Linked DNA regions of Mus musculus: region 2 is linked to region 1. The links are chromatin contacts, called in public Hi-C maps. All regions are on one chromosome and are shown on one strand. The core of a region is the stretch at or near the end of the contact, and the rest is flanking DNA. Distances in the headings are between cores, read along the strand shown. Region 1 holds the start of Bbs4 (Bardet-Biedl syndrome 4 (human)). Region 2 overlaps Arih1 (ariadne RBR E3 ubiquitin protein ligase 1).

What was found. A called contact is a pair of places that touch in the nucleus more often than the background predicts.
Region 2: a Hi-C map of uterus shows a contact between it and region 1, with 1.8 times the contacts expected there. The contact joins the enhancer-like site here to the promoter of Bbs4 in region 1. A contact is called at or near these places in 1 of 39 promoter capture datasets (macrophages), 20 of 484 Hi-C or Micro-C datasets (B cells, the C3H10T1/2 cell line, CD4 T cells and 12 more), 1 of 115 datasets of contacts at active chromatin or transcription factors (embryonic stem cells) and 3 of 9 other capture datasets (adipose tissue, liver and pancreatic islet).

The regions. Positions count from the first base shown.
Region 1 is chr9:59,350,704-59,357,129 of GRCm38.p6, reverse strand. Bbs4 (Bardet-Biedl syndrome 4 (human)) reads left to right here and starts at 3,622. Exons shown (of 16, transcript NM_175325.3): 1 at 3,622-3,720. The coding sequence starts at 3,697.
Region 2 is chr9:59,399,895-59,406,320 of GRCm38.p6, reverse strand. Arih1 (ariadne RBR E3 ubiquitin protein ligase 1) reads left to right here. Exons shown (of 14, transcript NM_019927.2): 10 at 466-596; 11 at 2,896-2,953. Among named protein-coding and RNA genes, the nearest start is that of Bbs4, 50 kb to the right of the region's middle. Within about 2 kb of position 3,425, at least 1 of the 459 cell types and tissues checked has an H3K27ac peak or open chromatin away from gene starts, as enhancers often do. A contact at or near this core is called in uterus, where this site is marked.

The DNA.
Region 1 (6,426 bases), core at 2,373-4,872:
AGGAATCCACAGAGGCCAGTAAACAGTGAAAAGTCCTCTAGTACTAGAGTTACAGATGGTTGTGAACAGATGGTTATAAAGGTTCTCTGCCATGTGACAGTGTAGGGTCCAGAACCCTTATCAGAGAGATAGTGTAGTCTGATATAAGCTGTGTCAGTAAAATGGGAAACCACCAAAGAAATCAAACCTGATTCCTTTGAAGAGCAGCACGTACTCTTAATCACGATACCATTGCTCCAGCTTCATCTGTTATCTTTTGAGTAAAAATTACAGAAATTTAACTATAAAAAGGAGCACCTTTGGGGAAAAAAAAAAGGTCTCCTACAACATTCCCCACAGTGACCAGGTCAGGGGATAACTTGGTACAATTGCATTTCATTCACTTCCTAAGTAAATAACTTAATACATGTGTATACATGATTGTTTTTATTATTACAATATGACATTTACTAAAAATAGAGGGATTGTAAAGTCCCTGGGAAATACCTTGGAAAATGTGAAGGCCAACTTACCTTCGCTGGCATGGACAACTCTTCTCTCTGGACAGTCCCTTCACTTGGGACTGTCATCTGGATGTTATCTGGAAAACACACACACACACACACACACACACACACACACACACACACACACACCATAACAGCTCAAGGTACAATCTGTAATTTCCCAGAGATCTTTGCTTCATAAGGACAAAGATCTATGGATTTAGTCTACACAGCTGAACTGAGTGGATATAGTAGCTCATTGATAAGCATGATCAAACTACTGCTGGACCATCCCTTCTGATGGGAAAGTTGGAGAAAAGAGGAATGGGGGACAAAACTTTTGGCCTCTCTCAGTAATGAGAGTAATGTCTAGGACATGTGCACCAACCATGTTTGATGGGTGAGTACTAAAATGAAGCATAAGGTAACACAGGACTTCTATCATGTCTTCAGGCCATTCTGAAGTCCAGGAAGATTGACACTTTCTCAAGAACCTCTCAAACCTATGTCAATGCCCACTACCTGAAATATGCAGAATTTTCATTTGTAATTGACCAAATGGGAATTTAAACTCAATAGTCCACACAGCATACTAGACAAATAGATTTGACAGAAGGTACACAACATAATTACATTCACCCACTCATCCTTTAAAAGACAATAAGTTGCTGAACAGTGGATGATGATATCAGTTTACTCTAAGTAAACTACACACATGTAGTTCTGTTGATCTGAAGGTGCATTCTTTTCATTTAGCTGCTTTGAAGCTGTCTGGCTTTCTTGTGTCTATTAAAATTACCTGATGGGCTTTTCATTTCTTGTTCGTTGGTTTTGTGTCTTGCATGCCATTATACTTATGTAGTAACCACTTACGCCAATATGTCCCACTTCTTTTACAATTGTTTTATATTTATGTATTTTGTGTTCTGAGTGTTTTGCTTGCATTTATGTTCTTGCACACATGTGCCTGGTGCTTGTGGTAGTCAGAAGACGATCCCTAAAACTGCCATTGTGGGCAGTGTCAGCCTTAGTGTGGCGCTGGGAGACAGCCCAGGCTCCTCTGCAAGAGCATGGGTGCTTAACCACTAAGCCATCTTTCCACTGTCTCTTTGTTTTTAAAGGATTTATTGTCTTCATGTAGATGAAGGACTGTTTATATGTTCACCACAGAAGCCAGAAGGGTACCATGTTACAAGCACTAGAGAGCTGCGTGCCTGACATGGATGCTGGGAACTGAACCCCAGTCCTCTACAAGAGCCACAGGTGTTCTTACCTGACCCATCACTCCACAAATGGTAGCATACCATAAATTCCTTACCTTTTTCATAGGTAACCTCTACCTGCTTTTTTTCTTTTAAATCTTCAAGACCGGGCTGGCCTATTTTGAGGGTTATCCTCCTGCCTCTGCCTCCTGAATGCTTGGATTACAGACTAGTGTCACTGTGATCAGCTTGTTTGTTTTGGAGATAAGGTCTTAGCATGTGGCCAAGCCTAATCTGTAACCCATATGTAGCCCACGGTAGCCCACATTCCTGGAAGCCCTATTGCTTTCAGCCTCCTGAGTGCTTGGATTGCACGTATGAGCCAGTGTGCTTGGACTCTTCTTTCTACTCTTCTACTTCTGTCTGTCCACCCATCCATCCACCCATCTATCCAGAAACAGGATTTCATCTATCTATGTCTGTCTGTCTGTCTGTCGACAGGATTTTATGAAGCCAGGCAGGCTAACCTGGAACTCACTATGTTACTAATACTGTTTATGAAAGTCTGATCTGTCTGCAGCCTCTCAAATGCTGGTGTGTGCCTCCACCTACCTGGTTTTCCATTTCTTGTGCCATCTCTTTTTTCTAAGGAAAGTAGTCTCTCTTAGATTATCATTTTTTGGCATCCATTTTATTTTATTTTAAACGTTTTGAGAAAAGGTCTTGTTACATAGTCCTGACTGTCCTTCCTGGAACTTTGTGTAGATCAGGCTGGTCTCAGACTCACAAAGATCCATTTGCCTCTGCCTTCCAAAGAGCAGGCATTGGCAGGCGGATTTCTGAGTTCGAGGCCAGCCTGGTCTACAGTGTGAGTTCCAGGACAGCCAGGGCTACACAGAGAAACCCAGTCTCGAAAACAAACAAACAAACAAACAAACAAACAAGTATGTCCATGTAGAGTAAAATTACAGTTCTAAACAGCCTACCTCTGCTCTTTGCTTGCCTGCTATACAGTTCTCTTCCCTAGAGAGAACCACTTTTAGTATTTAAATATCCTAGAAATATTTTCTTTCTTTTTTTTCTTTTTTGAGACAGGGTTTCTCTGTATAGCCTTGACTGTCCTGGAACTCACTTTGTAGACCAGGCTGGCCTCGAACTCAGAAATCCACCTGCCTCTGCCTCCCGAGTGCTGGGATTAAAGGCATGCACCATCACGCCCAAGTTGAAATATTTTCTAATAAAGAATTATGTACATAATATTCTTAGTTTTGCTTTCTTCTTATTAACATAGACACTGTATGCATTTCTTGCACATTGTCCTTATCTGATAATAGAATACCTTGGCAATTCTCTTACCATGTAAATAGTTGTCTCTTTTCAGATGCCACACAATATGAACTTATCATTTATTTGATTTCTACTGTTGGGTATTTAGGTTGTTTTTTTGGGTGTTGGTTATTCCAAACAATGATACATCGGATACCTCTGTATGTAAAGCCATGTCTTATGTCTATATGTATAGAATAAATTCCTATAATTGAAACAGTTGGGTTAAGGTTATAAGCATTTTTAATTTTGGTAGTTGTGGCTAAGCTGCTCTTATTGGAAGCTTGACCAATTTGTTTCCACTGGCGATGAAAGCATATTTTCCTCACAAAATGTCATTGAAAAACTTTGTTGCCAATGTAAGGCTTAGACCAAATCTCTTGGAAACATAAGTTATAAACTTCGTTGTCTACTATCTAACTGACACGCTCCACTCTAAATTCGTCCAGCCCGGTGCAGAGCTATCTAAGCTCTGGCTGCGAGTCCCCTCACCTATTCCTTCCGAGCTAAGCCATCCATCTGTGGCTGAGACCCTGGAACTCACTGACCTCACAGCCTGACCTTCCACTCACAACTCCTTAGGGGCTCAGGTTCCTCCTTCCTTCCCTGGCTTTGACTTCCTGCTCAGCTGGTCGCCCGGGAAACGGTCGGCTTCCGGTCGCGAAGCGGTGGGCGGAGCCAAGATGGCTGAAGTGAAGCTTGGGATGGTAAGCGGGGAGATTCTCGGAGGCTTAGCGGCGGCCTCAGGGCGGAGCGTCGTGGCGGGGCCGGGCCAGGCGGGGCCAGGCCGGGGCGGCCAGCGGGGCTGGGGTGGCGGGGCCGGGGCGTACGCCAAGTAGTCCCTCCGGGAGGCGGCGCGGTCCAGCTCCCCGCCTGGCTGGGCGTTTGGCGAATGCTGACCTGTGTGCAGCGCTTCGTCTGTTTTGGGATTGGGCAGAGAAGAGAGGTTTTTTGGAAATGGTGTTTTTCCTACTCTTAGGATTTGAGGGTGGGCGTGAGGTGGGGGTTACTGCACCTTCATTAGGCAGTTTTTGATATCCCATAGATTGGTAATTTAATTGGATGAAGCCTGGAACCATTCAGCGCCCCTGCCCTCTCACTGCGACTGGCTTGTTTTCCCAGCTGCGATTAGATTTCGGAAAAGCCCTGTTTCAGAACTCAGCTGGTTTAAATCGTTAGTTAATTCTACAACAGCCTCTGTGAATTCAGGCTGACCCAGAAGTAACTGGCTTTTTGCATCACTCATGACCTTGCTTGTTTGTGACAGTCTTGTATGTACATGGTATTTGCACCTGTAGTTCATGTTGGCTACGGATTAGCCACCTTTAATCCCCTGACTTCTGGGATTTACAGGAGTGCGTCATCACTCCTAGCTCCTTTTTTTTGGATTGACTTATAGTTGTATGTTTATGAGGTACAGTGTGATGATACGTCGGTACAAAGTGTACTGTGTGTGATGGTCAAGTCAGGGTCATTACCATTTCCATCTCAGCATATAAACTGTTGCAAACAGTAGCCCCCACATAAGCATTTGCTTCTGTCTGTTGGTATTTGGCTCCTGTTATTGAATATTATTGAATGTTTCTCTCCATCTTTTCCCTTTCCTAACTTTTGGTGACCTCTTGTTCTACTCTCTATTTCCATGAAATCAACTTTGTTTGTTCCTTTTTGTAAAGATAGGGTTTATTTGTGTATCCCCAACTGACCTAGAACTAGAGAGTAGACTAGGCTGCCTGGGATTAAAGGTGTGTGCTACCCCGTTGAGATCAGCTTTTTTAGTTTCCACATAGGAGTGAGAACATGCTTTGGCTTTCTCTGCCAGGCATATTTTACTTAGCATAATTTTTCCACAGTACTACAGATTACACCTTATTCTTTTTCATGTCTAAATAATACATGCATACTCCTGGAGTCTAGGAATCTCTTCACAAACCACACAAACACTGATCGCAGTCAGACAGGGATAGTTTATTGAGCAGATGCCCCAGGACTGGTCAACTAGGGCCATGGTCCAGATTCGGGAACTGAACCATGACCCCAAGTTAAGATCTTACAGGGTTTTTAAGCCCCAAATCCACAAACATCTGTGCCAAATTATTTCACCAATCAGGATTTAGGGATAGGATTTCCTTAGGAACATGTTTTGTTGTGCATTTACCCTGCTCCCATTGGTTGGGGTATTCAACTGTGGCAGGAAACCTGCCTTGTCTAATATTCATGTCCTAACTTCTCTACCAGGATGGGACTTGTCTAATATTCATGTCTTAACTTGCCAACCAGGATGTCAGTTACCTGTGTACATGTCTCTTTCTGCCAAGTAGGATGTCAGTTCCCAGGGAGGTTTTGGGAACATAAACTTTACTCGACCACTACTCAGAATGGAAGTTTTATTCCAAATAGTTTCTTATATTGGGGCGGGTATCTTTCTTATGTTGGGGTCCATCTCGGGGGCAGCTTATACCATAAAAACTTGAACACAGGTACAGGAAATACTGTTGGGTGGTTGGTTCAGATCCAAGCTTATTGTGGGTAACTATATAAAACAGTCCTATTGACTTTTTATTGTGACTGGTTTTCAAGGGCACAGAACATAACAGAATATGTAATCAATCTTGGCATCAGAAAGTTTCCTAGCAACAGCAGAGAGATAGGAGAGAGTTTCCTTATAATGGCAGGGTAGTCAAGTATCTGTTACCTAGGCCTTAACATATTACCTAGGCTTTAACAGTCCATCTAGACCTTAATATTTTACCTAGGCCTTAACACATACCACAGTTTATTTACCCATTTGTTATTTATCCATCCTTGGGCAACTCCATTGACTATGTACTTTGATACTGTGAAGAATGCTGCAGTAGATGAAGAACACAGTATCTCTTTGGTAGAATGAGTGTATTTTATTTTGGTATGTACTCAGTAGGAGGATAGCTGGATCATAGGATGTTTTGTTGATTTGAGATAGGGTCGTCTTATATAGCCTAGGCTAGGATCAGACTACAGTTCTCTTGCCTCAGTACCAAGGTGCTGGGATCATAGGTATATGCCATTGGGCAAGGACTGATTATTCTATTTTTAGCTTTTTGACAGTAGTTGATTTTTGAGGACTATGTTTGTAATTGTATTTAACTTCGGAGACATCCCTAATAAAAACATGAAGCCTTGTCCTTTACTTTTTACTTTTTTTTACTTTTTACTGTTGGGTTTCAAACCCTGTCCTGAACTAATGAATGATTTTAGTGGTTTTTTTTTTTATATTGTCTTTTGAAAAACACCATGGAAAACAGACAAATTAGTTGCTTCTGGTTGACAGTCTTATAATGCAGTGTTGTCTCTTGTAGGGGTCTCTTTTGTTTGCCATTTTATTTGCAGAGTGATACCAGCAGAATACTCAGTACAGAGAAGAAATCTCAGTG
Region 2 (6,426 bases), core at 2,176-4,675, 49 kb before region 1:
CTTTGTAAGTTCAAGGCCAGCCTGTCTACAGATTGAGTAGAACTGTTAACACAGAGAAATCTTGTCTTGAAAAACACAAACAAGCCGGGTGTGGTGGCGCACGCCTTTAATCCCAGCACTCGGGAGGCAGAGGCAGGTGGATTTCTGAGTTCGAGGCCAGCCTGGTCTACAAAGTGAGTTCCAGGACAGCCAGGGTATACAGAGAAACCCTGTCTTGAAAAACCAAAAAATACCAAAAAGAAAAAGAAAAAGGAAAAAAAGAAAAACACAAATTAAAAAAAAAAAAAGCAAACAAGACTAACGAAAGAGCCAGTAATAATATACTTTACATTTAATGATCTTTAATAGATTCCTACTACTTTTTAAAATAACTTATGTGTATAAACTCAAATCAATGAAGTCTAGAACTAGCTTCTGTCCTCAATGGTATAGCATTGACACCAACTCTATAGTTTTTTTCCATAGGAATGTCCCAAATGCCATGTCACAATTGAGAAGGATGGCGGTTGTAATCACATGGTCTGTCGTAACCAGAACTGTAAAGCAGAATTTTGCTGGGTGTGTCTTGGCCCTTGGGAACCGCATGGATCTGCCTGGTAGGTTGGACAAATGGGAGAGTACATTCATGTAATTATAGGATGTCTACCATGTACAAATGGTATTTCTGCCTTTGATAATTGCCTGACGAGCTAAAAAAGATTAATATGTCGTTTCAACATTATATGCAAGATAACCACAGAGAGGTATTTTGTAGTCCTATTTCTCACAGGAATTAATAATTGAGATTAAACCTATGCATTGAGATTTCATTAGTTGAAAAATTTGGAAACAGTAAAAGGAATACTGTGAACGGAGGTGAAGTAGTGTTTTCAGCTCATGATTTAAATTTTTAGTTACATTGTCTGGTAAGTCGTCTAGTAGAGTTTAATGGCAGAAATTTACTTGTGTGTTTTCCTTATGCTTCACATCATTAGACGACAGTTTTGTCGTCTTAACTAAAAAGTGGAAAGCTACTGAACAAAGATCTGTATTTTTAGCTTCTCTTTGAAGTAGGCTTGCCTTCCTATTGGGAATAATTACCTAGAACTGGAAAATAGTCCCTTCAAATGGCCCACTGATGTCTAATTTTATAAGTTTTTCAAGACTGATAGTTAATGTTAGATGCATATGCCATTGTTAATTAACCTGTTGGAGATGAGTTCCAGGATGCTCTGTGAATAACAAAATCTGAGCATGCAAATGGTCATCATGTACACTTGTATAGTATTTGCATGCATGTGCCTCCTTCTGCATATTTTATTTAAACTATTTCTAGATTACTTAGCACACAATAAATGTTTTGTAAATAGTATTTTTTAGGGAATAATGACAAGAATAAAGGATCTGTGTGCTCAGTGCAATTATGACTTTTCTTTAGGTATTTTTTTTCTCCAGTAAAGATTTGATTTGTGGTACCTTCCTGTTGACTACCTACTAAGTTGGAAGGGATAGAGAAAGTTAGGAAATAGACTGCATTATAAAGTAATAGTAGTTTGGATGTTGTAAGGATTTTTCATGTTTGTGGTTCTGTATCACACAGATGCTCACACATGGTTCAAAAACTGCCCACAAGGCCTGAAGAGACCATTAAATAACTTGAAATTAGAGTTCTAGAAGGATTTGGGCTACCCATTGTGTGTTTTGGGAATCAAACTATGCCCTTCTGCAAGAGTAGCAAGTGCCCTTAGCCATTGAGCCACTTCTTAGACTAATTTACTTTTAACATCTAAATTCATTTTTTTTATTCAATTTTTTTATTTGGGATAGAGGGAGGGATGGCGTTTTTTAAATTCTTCCTATAGGGGTTGGGGATTAGCTCAGTGGTAGAGCGCTTGCCTAGCAAACGCAAGTCCCTAGGTTCAGTCCTCAGCTCTGGGAGAAAAATGTCTGAGGGAAGAATAGAAGGTTCAGTGTTAACAGATGCTGTAGCATTGTGTTAGCTCTCAACTTCCTGCCCTGAACTGCCTCTGTTCATTAATGAACTGTGAATCACACATTGAAAGTCCACTGCAATTGGTAGTTAAGCATTAAATAAGTAGCCCAAATCAGAATGTAGTCTTTAATAAAAGGTACATAGTAGCTAGGTATGGTAGCCTGTAACTGTAATCCCAGCACATGGGGGCAGTGCCAGGCAGATCTCTGAGTTCTGGGTCAACCTGCTCTGGGTAGGAGATCTCAAACCAGCCGGGGCTACTTAGTGAGAACCTGCCTAAACAACAACAAAAAAAGGTAGGTACTAACAAGGACAAAAGAAGTGCCAGTCATTTTCACTCTGAGCTAATTTCTCTGGACGTGTTTCCTCCTCCTTCCATCCTCTTTTTACATGTCATTCAGTATCAGAGACAGCTAATAAGTCATAGTAGTGTGTAAAGTCCATAGCACAAGCAGCTCTTACATAGTAACTTGCTGATTGTTGGCTCTTTGATTTATAAAAGGAGATAGACCGTGAGTATAGGATAGCTTAGGAGATGAGGTGGTCTCTTCAGAAGTAGAGTTAGAAGTCTAGGCAAATGTAAAAAGAAGCTATCTACTACAGTGTTTTCTCGTGGTTGCAGTGTAGCTGCTTTGGGATGGACTTACCTAGGAGGTGCAGAGTTTTCTACTTCCTGGAGAGTTGATCTAATCCTTTAGACAATCGAAATACTATGTTTTTGGTGTATGGCCAGCCCTCCCAGTGTACTTTATTTGGTCTTTTATTTCTATTATTGCAATAATAGAAACCTTTGACATCTCACTTTATCTGTTGTAAAATAGAATGCTGGTTCTAGACAATCACTTAGTACACATTAAAGTGCTACATTCTTTTTACTTTTTAACTGATTATGGTTTTTTGAAATCCTCTTAATTTTCTTTAAGGTACAACTGTAACCGCTATAATGAGGATGATGCAAAGGCAGCAAGAGATGCCCAAGAGGTGAGTGCAGCCACGGCAGCACAGCACTGGCTTGGGATTTCTGACACACGTGTAATTTTGCAAGAAGCATTCAGTTCTGAATTGTCGTAGACACTACAGTAAACCCTAAATGTCTTAAACTTAGAAGAGACTTTTTATAGTACTTACCAGTTCAGTTTTGTTTTCTGATATGGGCTCCCTAGCCCAGATTGCTATCAAACTCATGTTACTTTTGCCTCTGTGTCTTCCAGAGTGCTGATTATCGGCATGTGCATTATGCTTAGTCTTTTGTGTTTGTTGTCTATTTTGAGGCAAGCTCTGGCTTTGTACCTTGTATTTCCGAGTCTGAGGTTACAGGAGTATGCCCATCATGCTCTTCCATAAGGACAGTCGTGTTTATTTGCTTTCTTTTAGTTAGGCTAGTAATGTTGCTTACTTTTAGGTCCCAATGGTGGTATGATATCAGCACTCACTCCCACATTCTGCTCATTCAGAAAGGAGAATAAGAGTTGAGCAGTTGTTGAGGGAACAGCAGCTGTTTTTGTATAGAGCACACAATGTGTCACTTATTTTTACTTTTTATTTTTACTTCATTGTTCTTGTAGTTCTGATGGGTCACTTGATTTGAAATAGAATCTCAGGAGTTTAGATAGAAAAATGACCTGCTATTAGGGAAAGGATTCAAACAGTAGATTTGAATTTATAATACTTTGGTTTTGGTTTTTTTGTTGTTGTTGTTGTTGGGTTTTTTGTTTTGTTAAATCTCGTAATTTTATAGTAGTTGTAGAACCATTGTTTGTTTGTTTTATACTTAGCCATTTTTATTGAAATCCCTAGAGACTCCCCCCCCCCCCAAATGCTCTTTTTTTTAAATGGCTTTCCCAGCTGGATATAATCGAAACCATGTGTTGCAAATGTTTGGTTTTGTTCAATTTTTTAAAGGCATTTCTTTATATTTTCTAGATGTGGCATATTGTTGTGTGCTTATAATCCCAATACTCTGGAGGCTTGTAGGATCTTAAATTTGAGTCCAGCCAGTCTCCTCTCACTGAACACACAGACATTTAATCTTTTTAATTATTGGTAGAAATAAAGGGTACTGTGTCTTTTTAAATTACAAATAATGAATGTTTAACAAATGTATGTGATACTTTGGTCCTTTTGGGGTGTGTAGGTCAAATAAAGCCATGCCTGATGGCACAGATGTGTAACCCCAGCTTAAGAGAGTGTTTCAAGAGCATCCTGAGTACAGGCTTGAGTGAGCCACAGAGAGAAGTTGATAACCATTTAGTGAATTGGAAGCAATTCAGTGAGATCCTGTTTCAAAAGGATGCTGCCTGTGTGTGGAACTGGGAACATGGCTCATTGTTTAAAACAACTTAAAAATGCAAGAATACATATTCATATTCTGATCTGTAGCATCCATCTTGTGGCTGCCTGTGGATAGCTAGCCAACTGGATTAACCACAATCAACAGGATCCCTATTCAGTGAGAGTCCATGCCTCAACAAATCTAGAACTGTGGCTCTTGACACAAACACATGCACATGAAGGGTAAAAGAGAGCCATTGAGTAAAAGTAAAAGTATTTGCTTTATTATAACTCTGATAAACCTGTGTTTGATCCAGTATGGATGTCAACTCTTAACTTCCTATACACACACACAAATTGGCGAGTGTGTGAGGTGGGGGGGTTGAATCTCAATGTTGAGTTTGCCTAGTATATACAAGACTTTTCACAGCATTGGGGTGGGAATGAAACCTGTAGTCTGTATGATATCCGCTATGATTACTCAACTCTGTTTTTCCCCTTACTGCTAAGGAAGTCATAGGCTTTGACAGAAGACTGTGATGTGACTGTTTCAAAAAGCTTTACCTATGAAAAGCAGTTGGTATTTATTTTTGACTGGTAGGCCAATTTGCTAGTTTGGGTTATTTTGGGAACTCTTTTTAAATCGTGAATTTGTTTCTCATTCCAGATCCTGGCATTTGTTATTTGTATTGGAAGTTTTCTCCTGTGATTTTTGAGGGTTTTGTTTCTAGGGTTGATGAGATGATGATGATGATGATGATGACGACGACAACGATGTCATCATCGTCACCTGGCCTAGAGACCCAAGCTAGCCTAGAACTCAGAAATCTACCTGCTTTTCTCCTCCTGAGTGCTAGGATTAAAGGCATATACTACCACACCTAGCTTAATTGAGTTTTAATGGGAAATAGTTTGAGATTCATCAAGTATATTAAAGTTCTCTAATACTTTGTGTGGTAATGTGATAAGTTCGGGTTTCTGTTAGATTTTGGGAATTTGACAAATTTGCAGATAGTAGCACTTAGTGGACTGTTGACATTGCCAGGGAGATTACTTTCCACGTATTATATTTGCATGTTGCCATAATTTTTAGGTCATAACCGTTGGTTTTGTACCTACCTGGGTCTTAAAATAATACAGCTTTGTCAGGCATGGTTGATGCATGCTGTAAAGACGGCTCTGGAGAAGTGAGAAGCAGAAACAGGGGCATCTTGATTTCGAGGCCACCAGAGCTCGTTCCCAGACCCTCTCAAAATAGAGAAGGTGAAAAACAAAACATTGTTCCATCCATCCATCCATCCATCCATCCATCCATTCATCCATCCATCCTACCTAATCAATCTATCTATCTATCTATCTATCTATCTATCTATCTATCTATCTATCTATCTATATTTTGAGGTGCTTCAGTGTTGTGTATGATATTTGGGCATGTTATTAAATAGTCATGTGGTTTAGAGTTGATGTTTAAGAGACTATAGACCAACCTACCTACCTTTCTTCTTTCTCTTTCTTACCCCCTTCCCTCTTTTCCTTCCTTCCTTTTTTTCTTTCTTTTTTCTAAGACAGGGTTTCTCTGTGCCATGGCTGTCCTGGAACTCACTCTGCAGACCAGCCTGGCCTCAAACTCAAAAATGCTCCTGCCTCTGCCTTGCAAGTCTGGAATTAAAGGAGTGTGTATATTTCTATATAGAATATTGTATGTATTATCTGAGATGTACATACACGTAAATACATGTGTACATGTGTAAGTATGTGTGCACATGTGTGTGTATATATATGTATTTAAACATGCACACACATAAATCAGAATGTATATGTGCTGTGTGTGTATATATATATATATACACATACATACATACATACATACATACATACATACATACATACGCATATATATAAAAAGCCTCCTGGATATCTATTGTTTTTAGACTTTAAATAATGAAGAGGGAGGAATAGAACTGCATGTGGTAAGCTCATCCTTAATATTTACTAATCATTTTGCGTATATTATCAGGTGCCAAGTGAACATTTTAAAACAGTTGAACAAATCTAGAGACTACAGAAAAATGTAGGAGTCTTTGGGTCAGCTATTTTTGTAAGACAATACAATTTTAAAATATCTCTCAAGTCAAAGATTATATTGTTTCATTAATAAATAACAGGCTTATTGGATACCATTA